2 separate regions of the Rattus norvegicus genome follow, and region 1 is linked to region 2. Evidence: chromatin contacts called from public Hi-C data. All regions are on one chromosome and are shown on one strand. Each heading gives the region's core, a stretch centred on a gene start, on an enhancer-like site or on the middle of the called end of the contact. The rest is flanking DNA. Distances are from core to core; before and after follow the strand shown. Region 1 has its middle 34 kb from the start of Mef2d. Region 2 holds the start of Iqgap3 (IQ motif containing GTPase activating protein 3).

Region 1 (6,157 bases), core at 1,384-3,883, 99 kb before region 2:
AAGGTGTCAAAACCTCTGGGACTGGAGTTACAGACGGCTGTGGAGTACCATGAGGGTACTGGGGACTGAACCTGATACTCCAGAAGAGCAGCCAGTACTCTTTAACATTTAAGACATCCTCCAGCTCTCTTCTTCCTAAACAAACACTTGCTATGTAGCCCAGGCTGGCCTTGGACTCACTCTGCTGAGATTACAGGTGTGTGCCACCTTGTCTAACTCATTGTGAGACTTTGAGATAAGGTCTTGATACCTCCATCAGACTGGTGTGTGGGTTAGTTGGGGGGCTGGGGATGTAGCTAAACAGCAGAATGCTTGTCTAGCATGGATAAGGCTGTGAGTTCTATTCCCAGCACCACAATAAGCAGACACATCAACTAAGCAAGTTAAATAAAAGAAAGATAGGAAAAAAGTACCTAGGGCTGGAGAGATGACTCAGTAGTTAACTCACTGCTGTTTTAGAGATCCCTGGGAGAGAACCTAGCATGCACATCAGACGGCTCACAACTGCCTACAACTCCAGTTCCAGGGCACCCATGCAGTCTTCTGGCCTCCACTTCACACCTGCAAGTGTATGGCACACATACACTTAATACACTTCTTATTTTTCAGATTTATCTATTCTGTGTGTTTGTGTGTTCTGCCTGCATCATATGTCTGTGCATTACTTCCGGGTCTGCTGTCCATGAAGGTCAAAAAACTGTCAGATCTCCTGAAACTAGAGTTATGGTTGATTGTGAGTTACCATGTGGGTGCTGGGAACTGAACCCAGAACTTCCAAAAGAACAAGTGCTCTTGTCTCCATCTCTCCAGTTCCTAAGCAAATCTCTAAAATAGCATAAAAACAATAGCTGAAAATGAGGCAGGGATCAAGCCAGTGAGCAGTGTGTCTCCACGGTTTTCACTTCCGTTCCTTCATCCAGGTTCCTGGCTGGCTTCTTCTGGTGATGGATGTTAACTTGCAAGCTGAAATAAAACTATTCCTTCCCAAGCTGCTTTTGGTTAGAATGTATTACCACAAGTTTAGAAAAGCAAACCAGTAGACTGGCCTTGGACTCACTTTGCAGTCCAGGCCAGCCTTGAAATCACAATCTTTTGTACCCCATCCTCCAGCTCTCTCCAGGTAACTGTCAACACATCCCATCTTTATCATTCTTCCTCCCAGCCAATGTTCTATTACTTTGTTATATTCGAAACTTTAAGAGCTAATTTCAGATGTTTGCAGGATGCTGGGGTTTCCCTGCTCACTGGGCTTGACCCCTACCCCCACCCCTCCACCCCGCCACAGTACGACCTGTTCATTCTGTCTTCAGTTCATTCACATGCTTCTTAGATCCCAGGCACAAAGTTATCTTTCCAGTGCTCTGACTTTAACTGTGCCTATGCTCTTCCTTTAAGAGTAACCACCCTGGGCTGGAGAGATGGCCCTGTGGTTAAAAACACTGACTGCTCTTCCAGAGGTTCTGAGTTCAATTCCAGCAACCACACAGTAGCTCACAGCCATCTGTAATGGGGTCTAAGTCCTTCTTCTGCTGTGTCTAAAGACAGCTATAGTGTGCTTATATAAATAAAATAAATCCCATTTTGACACAAGGTCTTTGTGACCAAGGTGGTAGTTCCTAACAATATAGGACCCCTGGGTGGGGAGATGGGGCCTCTTGGCTGCTCCACCTTGACAGTCTTTTTTGGGACTCCAACATTCTATTCCTCAACTTGTGACCTGTCTATGGGATTTGATGGCCATTGTACTCTGAGAATGGCAATTGCTCTACCTCTCAACTAAGCTACAACTCCATCCCAATCGAGGGGTTATGTGAGGACCTCTTGAGAGAAAGATTATAAGACAAGCTGTGGAACACTCTCTAAATAAATATTCTTACTACTATAGCAAGGTGTCTGCACAGATTCAGGCCAACAGCTCTCAAGCTATAAATAAGCTTACCGCCAGAAGACAGGAAAATACAGACAGGCCTGTCCAACCTGTGGCCATTAGAGCAGAGGGCATCTGTGAGTACTTCCCAAAACAAAATCGTTTACGGCTTTTTTTTTTTTTTTTTTTTTTTAAGACAAGAGTCTCATATATTTCGGGATAGCCTGAACTCACTAAGTCATCTGGCTTTGAATTTCTAATTCTTCAAACTCCACCTCCCAAGTGCCAGAATTACAGGCGTGCGCCACTATACGCACACACAAGGTCGAACCCCGGATTCTGTACATGCTAAGGGGAGCCTATCAAGAGTTACATCTCCAGCCCCGCGACTTTTTTTTTTTTCTCCTTTTTTATAATTCAATCACGCAAGTTTTTCGGCGTGAGCTTTGTAGTTAACAGTTTTGACAGTGACAAATCGTTGCATTCGCCTGCCGGATTCCTTCTGGAACGCCCAGGCAATGACAGATCTTACGCAGTGCTGTCAATCTCAGTAAATTTGCCAACAGGGCCGAAGGTGCTAATTCTCTCAATTTGTGCAGGAAGTTGACAATGGTGTTTTACGCATGCGCAGCTTCTGGAAGCCCCAGAGAGAATGCTGAAAGCAGTTGTTTTACTTGTAGTTTTCCTAGTGCTAAACCTATTGAGGACGCACGCGTCTTGTGCAGGCAGCAGTTGGCCGATGCTTCCATCACTCACTGGAAGGGCCAATGGAATGAGCCTTGTTACCTACTTCCCACCGAACGCAGGCGGCGCCGGGCGTGGCTTAAAGGCCTTTGTTCCACTTGCGGTGGAACGTTGTCAGAGGCTCGGGACCATGTTCTGCCACTCGTGAAGCCCGAGAGAAGCAGTCAATCGCTCAACGACACCTCCGGGGGCAGAACGGGCGGAAATGGATGTTAGGCCACTCTACGGCCTACCTTCTATACCCGCCCCCTTAGAATGGAGGTTTTGAAACCCGGAAGCAATTCATCGGTCTCCGGAACAAGCCGCGGGCTACGCGGGGGCGGTGCGTGGCGGGCTCGTGGCCCTGCCTTCTGAGAATCTTCCCCTCCCCAGGGGCACCCAGCATGCTTTGGGCACGTGGCAGCTCATATCCTAAATAGGAGCAGTCCTGGGACGCTATCCTGTGAGGGTGGAGACGCATCCCGAGACTGGACAGAGACCGAGAGGTGGAGCTGAGCTCATACAGGGCTAAGGGGTAAATCTGACTCACCCAAGAGGCCGGAACTGACCTGCTGCAAACCTACCAAGGAGCTGCGCTAGGCTGTGTGGAAAGAACACGGTGGGGGCGGGGAAGGGGGACTGTAAACTATGCTATGGGGCTCTACCTCTTACTTTTGAGACCCAAGACCGTGAAATACGACGAGAATGGATTTCCTCTTCGTCCAGGTAGTGAGTGATTTTATGCTGCAGACATTGAAGTCCAGAGCCTGAGGTGGGATCGCCTGGGTTCCGTACACATCTGCTGTTCCTTGAACAAGTTCCCACACAATCACAAACAAGGCTGGAAAAGTTAGCCCATGGAACTTAAGGATGAGTCAGAACACAGTACCACTGGCCTCTTGGTATTAGCAATTAGACAACACTAATAGCGCCTAAGAACCACCGACCTTGATAGCTGAGTCCAAGAGACCCACACCCTAGTTCTATTTTATATGGCAGTACTCAAGGAGTTTGTCCTTTAGCTAAAAAGGAAAGAAGCTGCAAAAAGAACTTGGAAGTATTTTTTATTAAAAAAAAAATTGCATGTGTGTACACATGTGTGTCCTGAGAAAACCAGAAGGGATGCTGGATTAAGAATGTGTCCTGGGGGGGGCTGGGGATTTAGCTCAGTGGTAGAGCGCTTACCTAGGAAGCGCAAGGCCCTGGGTTCGGTCCCCAGCTCCGAAAAAAAGAACCAAAAAAAAAAAAAAGAATGTGTCCTGGGGGGTTGGGGATTTAGCTCAGTGGTAGAGCGCTTGCCTAGTAAGCGCAAGGCCCTGAGTTCGGTCCCCAGCTCCGAAAAAAAGAAAAAAGAAAAAAAAAAAAAAAGAATGTGTCCTGGGGGCTCAGTGATTAAGAGCATTGACTGCTTCTCCAGAGGACCTGGGTTCAATTCTCAGCACCCACAAGGCAGCTCCCAACTGTCCTTACATAGATGTGCAGGTAAGCAAAACATCAATGAACAAAAAATAAACAACAACAAAAAAAATGTTTGCTGACCTGAATTGTTTCCAGCACCCAAGTAAACATCTCACAATTTCCTGTAACATTAGTTCCAATAAACTTGATATGCCCTGTTCTGGCCTCCATTCATCCGCCGCCCCCCCCCCCCCCAACACACAAGAAAGTAAAATCACGTAAAAAGCACAACAAAAACATGCATTGTCTCTCATTTGTCTTGTGTAGGCACCATGCCAGATACTGTCATTCCCTAGCCAGTTTCCAGTCAGCATTCTTTCAGATCCTTGGGACGGTGTTAGAATGTTCGGTTGGTTTCACTTTATTTATTTTGTTTTGAACAGAAGTGCATGTATTCCTTGTTACTCTGAACTCACTTTATAGCAGCGAATGACCTTGAGCTTCTGAGCCCCCATCTCCTAGGATTCCACGTGTGTGGCACCACCTCTGAAGTCTTAGGTGCTGAGTGGAGTTTTGAGCCTGGTACTTCTGCTTGCTGGGCAAGGTCTCTGAGCTATATCCCTGTCCCTCCCCAAGCCATCTCTGCAGCCCCTGGAAGCAGTTCGTCAACTGAGGTCTCTTTCCAAGTGATTCTAGGTTGTGTCAAGTTGACAAAACCAACCAGGCCACACCTGCCATTTTGTACTATATGGGAAGCAGCATACTCAGTATTGACAAGTATTAAATCAAATTATAGTTCTGAAAAATATTGAAGAAGTTCTACATGGAGAACTGTCAAATAATCAGCCAAGGTTGACTGATTATGTTTTAGATTTTTGGTTGTGAGCCTAGCCTTTAACGGCTGAGCCATCTCTCCAGCCCGATGTTTTAGATTTTTAAGACAGGGTTTTACTGTTGAGCCTTGGCTGTCCTGAAACTCTGTAGATCAAGGTGGCCTAGAACTCAAGAGAGCTTTACCTGCCTCTGCTTCCCAAGTGCTGGGATTAAAGGCATGCACCACATACCCAGCCTTTATGTAAAAATAAATTTATCTCATTAGTATGAAAATTTGCTTAAGTTTCTTTTTGAGACATGGTCTCATGTAGTCTTAGCTGGGCTGGATGCTTTAATCTTCAATAATTTAAGATTATAAATATAGATCAGATAGTTTATGCATATTACAGAATTTTATTTAAAATAAATTTGGGGGTATATAGAGATAGCATAAGTATGCTTTCAGGTCCCCTACAGCAAAACTGGTAAAACTGGGTATGGTTGTCAGTGCCTGTAATCCCACACTGGGGAGACACAGACAGAGGGATTGGGACTTGTGGTCAGCTAGTATGACTAAAAGGACGAACTCCAGATTCAGTGGAGAGCGACAGAGGCCACCCTAGCTCTGGCCCTCATACCCGGCTGCACCCACATACATACACAAATAGGAACTTGTCATTTCCAGCAGATGTTTGATTTGTATATTTCACGTTCAGGATATAGAGAACATGAATTCAGCAGAAGAGAGGTTTGTGGGAAGCAAAGTTTAAGAAGCCACATGAGCCGGTTGTGGTGGTGCACGCTTTTGATCCTAGTAGAGGCAAGCAGAACTGCCTCTGCTTTGAATCTGTAAATTCAAAGCCAGTCTGATACAGTGAGTTCCAGGAGGGCAGAGAGAACCTGTGTCAAACAGCCTTAGGAAGGAAGGGAGGGAGGGAGGGAGGGAGGGAGGGAGGGAGGAAGGAAGGAAGGAAGGAAAAGAAACCCTGTGATAGACTCCTGATGTGTGTGAGTGTGTGTGTGTGTGTGTGTGTGTGTGTGTGTGTGTGTGTGTGTGTGTGTGAGAGAGAGAGAGAGAGAGAGAGAGAGAGAGAGAGAGAATGCATTGCTGTCAGTTTTGCTAGCAAATGTTCTTCTATCTCAGTTTTCTGAAGTAGATCTTATGTAAGCCAGCCTGCCCTGCAGTTCACTCTGTAATCCAGATGTCCTTGAACTCCTGATCCTCCTGCCTTAACTCATCCATGCTGGGACTGTAGGCACGTGTCTCTGCCCTACTTTAGCTTTCTGTGTTCATTTTGACATAGGTCCTACTGTGAAACCCAGGCTGCCCTGAACTCCCATTCTCTTGTCTGTCAT
Region 2 (6,168 bases), core at 3,322-5,821:
TCTTCAGGGGGACCACAGAGGGTGCAAAACAGTGGCCCAGCTTGGCCAGAAGCACTCCATTCCGGAGGCTCTCCTCCAGCTCCACAGGGGAAGGAAGCTCCTCCTTCAAGCACACCTCCATCCAGCTGTGAACAGGAGAGCATGTCTTACCCACTGGCAGGTAATACAGGTCCTGCTACCTGCAGGGCCTGCCCATCCCTCAAGTGACTTAACACACCAGGCCATCCCTAACTTCCCTTCTCTTCCTAGAGTCCCCACTTTCCCCAAACTGCCACAGAGGCCTAAATAAGCCAACCCTTTGCCTCGTTCACCTTGGAAAGCCTCCCTGACTGGCTCCCATACCTGCCTGTTGTAGCTGGTCTCTGCTACTTTATGTGTTCTTTTCCCCTCCCTTTAAAGATTTATCCAACCCTTAAATCCCTTGTTTGATAGAGGAGAAAGAGATCTCTAAATCTAATTTCTTTTCTTTTTGACTATGGCTATTAACAAACTACAATAAACCCACCCACCCCCTTAGCAACCATCACCAATGCCTCTTACAACCCTCACATTTATATACCCTCTAAAAAGGTCCCAAAATTCCAAACATCATACAGTAACTATCTGCAGCTGGCAAAAACCATGCCTTTGTTGGAGCAAATTATAGACAGTCGCTGTGGCAGTCTAAAGCAACCTCATATCCCTACGCCTGGGGTTAAAAACAAAAACACATTCTTATGGGGTTGGGGATTTGGCTCAGTGGTAGAGCGCTTGCCTAGCAAGTGCAAGGCCCTGGGTTCGGTCCCCAGCTCCGAAAAAAAGAAAGAAAAAAAAAAAAACCACATTCTTACAATATTTCTGTATTTTTAAGGAAACCAGCTGGGCATCATGTGCACGCCGTTAATCCCACCACTCGGGAGACAGAGGCGGGTGGATCTCTGTGAATTTGAGGCCAGTCTGTCTACAAAGCAAGTCCAGGACAGCCAGGGTTGGTTACACTGAGAAACCCTGTCTCAGAAAAAAGAAAGAGAGGGGAAGGGGGAGAGGGAGGGAGACCCAAAATTCCAAAACTGTCACTTCAGCCTGTCTTCAAGGACAGGTGTAGCCAGACTCTTACCCTGTTGTGTAAGGTAACTGCTCACTTTGTCTGGCTACATACCAGATTCAAACAAAATGGACTCTGCCATTTCTCTCCTTGTTTACAGTTCTGAGAACTTAGGTACAGAACGCTCATGTCTGATGGAATGACCTCCACAGCTCACTATGCAGTTCTGAGGATAATAAGAGTATTAGGGGCCCTGTGGTTTGATGGAAGAAGGACAGGACAAGGGACAGAAAAGCCTCACTCCCACTTCCCAACCCATCTCCCTCACTTCATCTCTGAAATTCAACTGCATTCTGCAGAAACGAGGCCAACATCAATGGTCTTGCCGGCTTCAGTGGGCTGATTCTGAGCACACTTTGACTATAAATGCATTTTACTGCTGGTGGCCATATAAGTCAAGCACAGTGAATCCTGGGGTAGATTCTCCAGATACTGAGCTCTACAATAGTATGTTTCCAAGGAGAGTCAAGCAGACCTTGCTTCTCGCAAGGGGAATGGAGAGATGGCTCAGAGTTAAGAGGTCCTGAGTCTGATTCCGGCACCCATATGGCAGCTCACAACATCTGTAACTCTAGTTCCAGTGGATCTGACACCCTCTTCTGGCCTTCAAGGGTACCAGACATGCACGTGGTCCTCAGACAAACATGCAGGCAAAACACTCAAATGCATTAAGTTAAATTAAAAAAAAATTCTTAAGGAAAGAAAAAGAGAGTGGGGAAGTGGCAAGCACTCAAGAGGTCAGAGTGCTTGCCACATAGGCATGAGGGCCTGAGCTCAAAGCCCCTGCACCCATATAAAAGCCCAGGCACAGCTACACTTGTAACCCCAGCAGCCTAGTTCCAGGTTCAGTGAAAGGCCTTGTCTAAGGAAAATAAGGTGTCTTCTATTGAACCTGAAACTAGTCAAGACTATGTTTGTTCCCCCACCCCCTATCCCCACCCCCCGTCAACCCCCAGACAGGGTTTCTCTGTGTAGCCCTGGCTGTCAGGGACTCTGTAGACCAGGCTGGCTTCGAACTCAGAGATCCACCTGACTCTACCTCCTGAGTGCTGGAATTAGAAATGGGTGCTACCACTGCCAGCCTTTTCAAGATAGGGTTTACGTGAAGTCCAGGCTGGTCTTAGACTTGCTATGTAGTTGAGGCTGACTTCTTTGAACTCTGTGTGTGGGAGTGGTGGGGGTGGGGTGCCTGTTCTTATGGGAACCCTTTTGCATGTGTGTGCACGTGCATGCAGAGGCCAGAGGCCGATGTGAGGTATCTTCCTTGATCGCTTGCCATCCTAGGTTTTGAGGCAGAGTCTCTCATTGAACCTAAAGTTCCCTAATTGGCTAAGCTGGCCAGCCAATAAATTCCATAGTTCTGCCCACCTCTGCCTCCCCAGGACTGGGATTCCAGGTACATGCTGCTGCAGCTGGCTTCTTCTGTGTGCCGTGGGTCTGAACTCGGGTCTTCACTTGTATGCCAGGCACTTTACTGAGCTACCTCCTTCTCAGCTGACCTTGAACTTTTTATCACCATGCCTAGCTCGACTTAACCATTTTAACTTGCCGTTTCCTGCAGCACAGCCCCTGTCTGCATTTGCTCTGGGGACAGGTGACTGGAATAGGAGAGATAGGGAAAGTGGACCCTGCTTACCGCTTGGCTTCCTCCAGCCGGCACAGGTACTGGTAGGCGACATTCTGTCGCCTCTGCTCATCCATCTCCTCAGCTGTGAGACGATCATCTAAATCGTGAGGGGAGATAGGCAAGGAGTGTGCATTAGATAGGAATCCCAGCGCCCACACTGGGCAGCTCGAAACTACCAACGCCCTCTTCTGGCTTCTGTGGGCACCCATACACACAAGGTGTATATTCACAGACACATGCACGTAAAGAAAAATGAATCTTAAAAAATAAAAGAAGACCTCAGCTCTGAAGCTGCTTCTGAACAAATTCCCTCAGCAGCCCCTTCAGAGCACAGAAACACTCTCTGTGCCCCAGTTCTTCCCACTGTCAGGGAGCATCCTTCTGTGCCAGAGACATTTCCTTCTTTCCTATGGAGTCATCTTCCCATCTTTCTCCTCTTTCTCAAGTCTACCTCATGAACCTCCTTCAGTGGCCCCAGCCAGACCTTTCACAGCTTTCCTCCGCTAGGAGTGTAGCTTCACATCGCAGCCTTCACTAGATGCTAACTTCTCAAAGTTGTGTTATCACGTGTGGTCCCTTGGGAGCACAGCTGACATGATCAACCATTAGCACAGTCAATCATTCATGCGATACCTTTCTGCCAGGCCCTGGGCTGGTGAGCATTCCTGTTTTGCCTTAGCCATGGTCTTTTTACCTCTCCATCTGTTTTTCACGGGGAACACAATATAAAAATAAACACAGGGTGCGGGACAACTTTTTGCAGGAGCAACAAACAAATATGCAGGAGAGCATGGTCGATTTGTCTTTGACTGGGCACTCCAGTCATTTTTACTCCTTATCCTATTTCCTCATCTTCGATATCCTGCCGTATGACTTCAGGAAGGGCTGGGCTTATTTGAATTGGCAGTTCAACAGACACACACAACCAAATACAGATTTGAAAGTGCTGGCCAACGGCAGAAAATCCATGGGTTGGTCTGAGGGAGTTTACAAGGAACAAGAGTTGGTTGTTGAAGCATGGAAAATAAACCAGTAAGTGAGTGACATCACCTCCGAGTTATGAGTTGGGGACTCAGCAAGATGGAATGGGAGGGGCCTCGAGCAAACAAGGACAGCGGCCTGGAGTATGCCTCCTGCGCACACAAGTCCACATACCAAAGGGTCTCAAAAAACAAACAAACAAACAAAACAACCACCACAAAATGATTTTCCTGGAACTCTCGTTCCTTCATGAGGTGGATGGACAGATTTTTGCTCTTTGTGTCCTAGTGGAGAAGGAGTAAAAAGAAAGCAGGTTTTCTTTTTCATTCAGATGATAGGGTGGAATCCTTTCAGCCCTTCCCATGAACCTGAGTTTCTCTCTAAGAAAGCAGTGGGGTAGCCCAGGCTGTTCTTTATGTACTATGTAGCTAAGAATGACCATGAACTTTTGACCTTCAGCCTCCACTTTGCAACTGTTGGAATTACCGGAGTGCACCGCCAAACCGGACCTCCAGGTTCTGCATTTTAAACAGCCAGGTGATCAGGCATCAAGTAATTTGGGAGGCAATGTTTCAATGAGGAATCCCGTCCCGTGGCACTTTTAGTAAGTATAGTAATTAATGAATTTTAAGGGGTCATCTAGATCATCTACATTCCCCTGACCCTAGAGCCTCAGAACCTGGGAATAAGGGGGAGCGCCCTTTGATGGTTCTGCCGCTCGGTTACCCTGCGCACACTTCGGCGAACTCCCCCAGCGAACTGTGCTCCGGGCAGCAACTCCCGCGAAGACCAAGCCCCACCAGCAGCACCCCGCACCACCCTCAGATCCTTCCCGCACTCACAGGCTGTCCGAGCCTGGCCTGCCGTGCAAGACTCCATGTTCCTTCTCCTGCCAGTTTTGAATCTCCCGCCTCTGGGACACCGCCCCTCACTACGGTCACGCTGGGATGGGACGCTTCCCGTTCGTGCCTCAGGGAATCCTGGGTTTTGTAGTTCCTCTTAGAGCTGGGGGCCATAGCTTAGGGCAGTGTCTTGATTTGCTCTTTCTCTAAGGCCCCCGCTGCCCAGCTGGCTTTTTAACAAATAGTCCCTGCCGCTGCCCTTCCTTTCACTAGCCTGTCCCACTTCCTATAGAATTCCCAGGACTCCCTGTGTGCTATTTGGTGTTATACTCTGAACTGGATGACAAATGCAGGGTTATACATGTTCTAGATCAGTGCTGTTATAGCAACAAGAGATAGACGTAGTCAAAAAGCTTGGAAGTCTGTGCCGCACGGAGGGAAAGATCCACTGCAGCGGAGGGTAGAGACCTTCCTAGTAGAGATTTCAGCAAATCTTGAGGCAGGAGAGAAAAACAGATTAATTAAAAGGGTATGGGAAGGAAATGGAGCCTCCCCCCTCCCAACACACACACACACACACACACACACACACACACACACACACACACACACACACACCATGCAGTCTGACTGAAATCGCCAGCTAAGGGTTAAGACTTCCTACTGGGGCTAGAGAGATGGGTCAGTGGTTCAGACCACTGGCTGCTCTTCCAGAGAATCCTGGTTCAGTTCCCCGCATTCATATGACAGCTTACAACTGCCTCAACTCCAGCTTCAGGGCATTTGACAACGTCACACAGACATGCATGCAGGCAAAACACCAATGCACATAAAATAAGAGAAACTAAATAAGTCATTAAAAAAAGACTTCTGGTAGAGCGCTTACCTAGGAAGCGCAAGGCCCTGGGTTCGGAAAAAAAGAACCAAAAAAAAAAAAAAAAAAAAAAAGACTTCACCTGGGGTGGTGGCACATTCTTTTAATACTAGGGGAGGCAGAGGCAGGCAGATCTCTGTGAGTTTGAGGCCGGTCCTGGTCTACAGAGCAAGTTCTAGGACAACCAGGGCTACACAGAGGAACCCTGTCTCAAAAAACAAGCAAACAACAGACTTCCTACACAACTAACAAAGTCGATGATGTGAAGATTACCTATAGAGACAATATTCTTTTTATACTGAAATATTTCAAATAAGAATGATGCAATATTCCAGCTCTGAAAAAAAGAAAAAAAAAAAGAATGACGCGCAATATGAGGAATAAACATGACCATACTTTATATACACATATGAAACTGCCAAAAGGAAAAAAGAAAAGAAAATCATGTTAAGATTACAGTGCACCATGCAGCACACGTGTGCCTTCTGATTTGGCCATATGAACCAGCAATGTGGAATGAAAGACTTAGGGTTCCCCAAGTTCCTTAGGGTTCCCATCACGTGGTAGCCTTTGGCAAGTATGGTAACTGCTAAATTTTAAGGAGCCATCTAAGTCATCGACATTCTTCTGATCCTGGAGCCCCAGAACTGGGAATTAAGAACATTGCTCTTCGAGGGCATTACAGAGCAAGAGAGCAGACACACACACATTACCTGCTCACTGCTACAGGCTCCCGCAGAGCCGTGCTCCCGCAGAGCCG

What was found. Hi-C and Micro-C count contacts between places; a contact is called where the count stands out from the background.
Region 1: a Hi-C map of kidney shows a contact between it and region 2, with 2.6 times the contacts expected there. The contact joins the enhancer-like site here to the promoter of Iqgap3 in region 2. A contact is called at or near these places in 5 of 12 Hi-C or Micro-C datasets (the A7r5 cell line, the Rat2 cell line, Schwann cells and 2 more) and 1 of 1 datasets of contacts at active chromatin or transcription factors (oligodendrocytes).

What each region holds. Positions count from the first base shown.
Region 1 is chr2:175,935,702-175,941,858 of GRCr8, reverse strand. No RefSeq gene overlaps it. Among named protein-coding and RNA genes, the nearest start is that of Mef2d, 34 kb to the right of the region's middle. Within about 2 kb of position 2,633, at least 91 of the 93 cell types and tissues checked have an H3K27ac peak or open chromatin away from gene starts, as enhancers often do. A contact at or near this core is called in the A7r5 cell line, Schwann cells and kidney, where this site is marked.
Region 2 is chr2:175,838,404-175,844,571 of GRCr8, reverse strand. Iqgap3 (IQ motif containing GTPase activating protein 3) reads right to left here and starts at 4,571. Exons shown (of 38, transcript NM_001191709.1): 1 at 4,535-4,571; 2 at 2,721-2,808; 3 at 1-125. The coding sequence starts at 4,571.